2 separate regions of the Sus scrofa genome follow, and region 1 is linked to region 2. The links are chromatin contacts, called in public Hi-C maps. All regions are on one chromosome and are shown on one strand. Each heading gives the region's core, a stretch centred on a gene start, on an enhancer-like site or on the middle of the called end of the contact. The rest is flanking DNA. Distances are from core to core; before and after follow the strand shown. Region 1 holds the start of MARC1 (mitochondrial amidoxime-reducing component 1). Region 2 holds the start of C10H1orf115.

What was found. Hi-C and Micro-C count contacts between places; a contact is called where the count stands out from the background.
Region 1: a contact with region 2 is called in a Hi-C map of omental adipose tissue, with 3 times the contacts expected there. The contact joins the promoter of MARC1 here to the promoter of C10H1orf115 in region 2. A contact is called at or near these places in 1 of 5 promoter capture datasets (fetal liver), 13 of 47 Hi-C or Micro-C datasets (embryonic fibroblasts, fetal heart ventricle, fetal skeletal muscle and 8 more) and 1 of 2 datasets of contacts at active chromatin or transcription factors (skeletal muscle).

The regions. Positions count from the first base shown.
Region 1 is chr10:10,189,497-10,192,196 of Sscrofa11.1, reverse strand. It overlaps MARC1 (mitochondrial amidoxime-reducing component 1), which reads right to left and starts at 1,436. Exons shown (of 9, transcript XR_002336192.1): 1 at 880-1,436. All of the region lies in intron 5 of MARC2 (a long non-coding RNA gene), which reads right to left.
Region 2 is chr10:10,114,601-10,117,300 of Sscrofa11.1, reverse strand. It overlaps C10H1orf115, which reads right to left and starts at 1,384. Exons shown (of 2, transcript XM_003130507.4): 1 at 976-1,384. The coding sequence starts at 1,272.

The sequences.
Region 1 (2,700 bases), core at 187-2,686, 75 kb before region 2:
CTATTGGCTTCTCCTGACCACACTTTCCAACAGTATGATGAGAAAAATAGTTCACCTTCCTGCAAGGTTATGCTTTGCCCTCTCTCTGGAAGGGGGAAGAGTTACAGCCCCCATGAGTCCAGCGTGTCACCTGCAGAAACTAAGAGCCGGTCTGGAGTTTGAAGCATAGCCTTACAATGAGGCCCAGGGCTAGCCTAGAGTCAGACTCAGAAGAGGACCAGGCTACTTGCTTCGGGCCTTAGCGATCTTTGCTGAACCTCAGGAATTCACACAGGTCCTGACCGCACCAGCCGGGCGTAGATAAAACCACTGTTTACAAAGCACCAGCGTGCTCCCGAAACAAGAGTCCTGATTCCACTCTTGGGTGCCTCCGAACCAGTTACTTTATCGGTAAAAGGGGGCATGGAAGAACTGGGTAAAATAAAATATGCAATAGCACGTTTCAAGCGGCACGAAGCTTGGGCTCCACCGCGGTGCTCGCTTTGAAGGCTTAGCTCCGCGGCTCCAAGTTTCCCCACATTAAGAGACAATCACGAAAAACAAAGTGGAGGCATCAATCCTGCGAAGCTTGCCGCTTCCGCTAGACAGTGGCGAAACTTGCTTGCGCCCTGGCAGCCCCCTGAGGACCGAGACCCCTGTCGCAGCTCCTCCTGAGCGCAGGCTCTGAAAGAGCCGGTGGGAGGCGGAAGGCCAGCCGCCCCCGGAAAGAGGCCTGGGCCCCTGCGTCTGCTGTCGGAGGCGAGCGCCCTCCCTCCGCCTTTCCTTCGCCCCTGCCCCCTCCCCGCCTCAGCTCCCACTTTCCCGGCTGGGGAAGGATCCGACCCAGAACCCAGCCGGCCCCCACCCGCCGCGTTCCGAGCCCACCCCCCGGGGCCCTACCTGTCCCGCAGGTGCCCGCGGCGCAGCCCCAGGGCGGTGCACTCGGCCTCGCTCACCGGCACCCCCTTGCACGACTTGACCGGGTAGATCCAGAGCTGCGACACGGTGCCCACCTGCTGCAGCCGCCGGCGCCGCCGCCGCCGCCTGGGCCGCGCGCGGCTCCAGGCGACGGCCCCCAGCGCCGCCGCGGCCAGTCCCAGCGCGGCGAGCCCGAGCCCGGGCCGAAGTAGCGCGGGGAGGCGGAGGCGGAGGCGGACCAGCGGGGACGAGCCGGCGGCGCCCATGACCCCGGCGAGCGCGGGCGCGGCGGGGACTCGCGCAGGGCCCACGGGGACGCGCCTGCCGCAGCGGGGCCGCGAGTCCAGAGGAAGGGCCGCTCCTGAAGCGGTTCCGGGCGGGTCAGAGTATGGCGTCCTCCTCGGGAGAGTGGCCCCGGGGCTGCCGAGGGGGAGAGGCGGGGGCTCAGCTTCCACGCGGTCTACGTCCCGGCTTCCTCCCCTTCCTCCGCCCTGACGCTGCAGAACTAGGTGCCCTCCCGGGGACCGCTACTAACGACCGTTTTATTTATTTACTTATTCGTAGGTTAAATAATAACCTAAAATAAACAAACAAAAAAAACTTTGCAGGACAAAATGTAATTTTGCTATATTAGAAATCTGGCAGCAGGCAGACCCACGTCTTGGGGACAGTGCGGAGAGGGGGGGGGGCACCAGCGGCTGTCAGTCACCCTCCCCCTCTGCCAGCTGGGGCGTGGGAGCTTCTGGCCAGTGGGACTCTGAGAGCAAAGGCCTGCGACCAGGACCTCAGGACCTGCAAGTTGAGGAGAGCGGGGAAGGAGCCGGCTGTCCCCGTGGTGCCAGGGCAGCAGCCTGCAGCTCAGGGCACCAGCGGGACTCCTCTAGGTCCTCTGGGCACAAAGCCTCCGAGTACCGGCTTCATTTTCCAGGAACTGCCCTGGGAAAGAAGCATTGGCACAAGGTCCTAAGGCTTCTTCCCGGCAGCAGGAAATGTCACCCATCCTACTTGTAAGGCACTGACTTCAGACACCTGTCACTTCAAAAATCAAGCCATCGGGAGTTCCTGTTGTGGTTCAGTGGTTAATGAATCCGACTAGGAACCATGAGGTTTTGGGTTCGATCCCTGGCCTCACTCAATGGGTTAACGATCTGCCGTTGCCATGAGCTGTGGTGTAGGTCGCACACTCGGCTAGGATCCCGAGTTGCTGCAGCTGTGGTGTAGGCCAGCAGCTACAGCTCGGATTTGACCCCTAGCCTGGGAGCCTCCATATGCTGCAGGTTCTGCCCTAAAAAGAAAACAACCAACCAAAAAATACAAATAGAACGTCAAACGCAGGGCAAGGAAAAGGCCATCAGCTGAACAAGAGGCAAAATGGATAGAAGTGAGTGGATTTTTATTGCGGTGGAATATACACAACACGACATTTGCCACTTGCCCATTTCCAAGTGTAGATGCAGAGCAGTGAGTACGTTCCCACGAGTGGATCACCCACGCAAGCGGGGGGTGTCTTACATTACAGGGGGACCGTCTCTGTCTCCCAAGGTTGGCAAATCCACCTTCCCCAGGCAGCCACCCTCAGGACCCACTGGGCTAAGATCTGTCCTTGGATGTTGTCCCTCAGCCTAAACATTGCTCCCTAAACAGAGTATGTCTGTCCTATCTTTTCTCTTCTCACTCCAGGGACGCCCCCCTCCCCCACTCCTGTGACATCCAGGAACTGGGTTCAGAGTCCACCACTGAGGCTTGTCAACGATCTCCTCCCAGAACAAGGGGAGAAGTAGCGGCTTGGATGAATCCGCCTTC
Region 2 (2,700 bases), core at 135-2,634:
GCAGAAGCATGTGGGAACTGCCTCTGGGCTTTGATTTCTGAGAACGAAACTGCCACTTTATCCCATATTCCTGTTCTCGTTCTCTCTCTCTCTCTCTGGCTTCTCTCTCTCTCTCTCTTTTTTTTAGGGTCACACCTGAGGCATATGGAAGTTCCCAGGCTAGGGGTCCAATCAGAGCTGCAGCTGCCGGCCTCCACCACAGCCACAGCCACTGGCCAGATCCAGATCCCAACCACATCTGCGACCTACTCCACAGCTTGGCACAGGCCAGATTCTTAAACCACGGAGGCAGGCCAGGGACGGAACCTGCATCCTCATGGATACTAGTAAGGTTCTTAATCTGCTGAGCCACAGCAGGAGCTCCTCTCACTCTGGCTTTGTCCCAGACAACCGCCCCCCATCCCACGAGCGCCCCCCCCCCATTGCAAATGACGGTGTGTTCGCATTACGCAGATGGCTGGCGGGGAGAAAGTCGTTTCATCAAGAGCGTATTTATGGATTTTTGAGCTCCCAGGCCCCGGAGATCACCTTGGGAATCTTTTGGGGAGTAACCTAAACAATTCTCAGCTGGTGGGACATCCTGGGCAGACTGCGGCCGGAAAACAGATAAACTGGGCAGCAACTCCCTACTTGCAACTGGGTCCCCGTTTACAATCCACGCTGATCCTTCAATACCCCGCTTGTGTAGCACGGACCTTGATTCCGGTCCTACCAACCGCACAAGGGCTGGTGAGACCCCCGCCCCGAGACCAGAACCGCCGGGACGCAGCCCTCCGGAAGGTTCGTGAGCGGGGAGCGGGGACACTTCCCATGTCGTTTCGACCGCTCCTCGCCGCTGAGCTTCTCCCTCCCTGCCCGCGTCATTCGCGGGTGGGCGTGGGGGGCCGAGGCGGTCAGACCTCGGGGACCCGACCTAACCCTCCGGGGCGCCGCGCGCTTCCGACCCCCGGGTCGGTGGACACCCGGGACGCCTACCTTGCCGTACTTCTTCAGCTTCTGCCGGTACTTCTTCTTGGGCTTGTCGCCGGGCGCTGGCTCCTCCAGCGGCTCGTAGCGCTCGGGGAGGACGGCCAGGTGCACCTTCCGCGCGCCCCGGGTCCCCGGGAGCCGCGCGCGCTCCGCGCTCTCCTCCTCCTCGGCCCCGCTCTCCAGATGCTCCAGGATAGCGGCCGCCTCCTCGTCCCGCTCGGTCCGCCCTCGCGCCCGGAAGAGGGGCCCGCGGCGCGGGAGGCTGCTCGCCGCCTGGGTCCGGAGCCTGGCTCCCACCGTCATGATGCCGCCCGCCCTCCGGCTGAGGTCGGTACTGGAAGACTGCAACCTTTGCTCCCTGCCCGCGCTCCTGCCCGCGCCTCCACCCCCGCCCACCTGCTGCCCGGCCCAGCCCAGCCCAGCCCAGTCCCGCCCAGCCCAGCCCGGCTTGGACGGGGAGGGGGCACTTGGAATTGCAGCGCCCCCTGGCCGTGGGGCTCGCGGTCAGCCCCAAGCTCTAGCATCCCATGAACACAAAGCAGTTCAGCCGCACGCGCCACGGAACAAGTGAATCCCGAATGGTGAGACTTCATTAGCCCACGTGCAAACTGGCAGAGATAGTGATGGATGATGAGATGAGAGTAATAAAGATTACACCCAGTGCTGGTCAGGGTTGGGGAGATGATGGTTATGCTACGGTATTCGTGGAACGCAGACTGGAGACAAGGCTTTAGAAAGGCAATCAGAAAGTGTTTATCAAGAGTTCTTGGAATTCCCATTGTGGCACAGCGGGTTGAGGATCCAAAGCTGTCTCTGCGGGGGGCGGGGGTTGCTGTTGCGGTGGGATTGGAATCGATGGCCTGGGAACCTCCACCTGCAGCGAGTGCAGCCAAAAAAAAAGAAAGAAAGAAAGTTCTGAAAAACAGCCCTATCTTTGTAGATGCCTGTGCTGCAGGGACATTCTGTAACACAAGGCAGCGGGTACGAAGTGTTAATTGCAGTCTGATTCCAGTGAAAAAGTGAAGCAGACCAGTGGCGATGGACAAGGTAAATTCTGGTGCCAGCATTTAGCATCATATGTGTAATCATTAAAATCATGATTTTCAAGAATGTCGCTCAAAAAAAAAATCACTCTGATAGATACACGTTCTCAGGTCGCTGTGAATCTCAACTTATTTGGATGCCTTACTTTCCGATGTGGGTAATAAATATCTTTTAATTCTTGGAAACTTAGACTTAAGTATACAATGATATGTTATTATTTCATTAATATTTTGATACTATTAAAATGTGATACATTAAAGGAAGATTTGGATATCTTGCTATAAATACATAAAATATTCCTAATTTAGCACATTAGGGTATCAGAAATTAGTTTTGTGATTCGAACTGAAAATGTAAAATCAAGTAATTGATTTAGGTTTATAAGTTTAATTTGAAAGGAATACAAAAATAAGTTTAATTACCATAGGTATAAGAATTACATAGTCTTGGAGTTCCCATTGTGGCTCAACAGTAACAAACCCAACTAGTATCTATGAGGATGTGGGTTCAATCCCTGGCCTTGCTCAGTGGGTTACGGATCTGGCATCCCTTCAAGCTGTGGTGTATGGTCGCAGGCACCTCTGGGATCCCACATTACTGTGGCTGTGGTGTAGACTGGCAGCTGTAGCACAATTTGACCCCTAGCCTGGGAACTTCCATATGCCTAAAAAAGACAATAAAAAATTA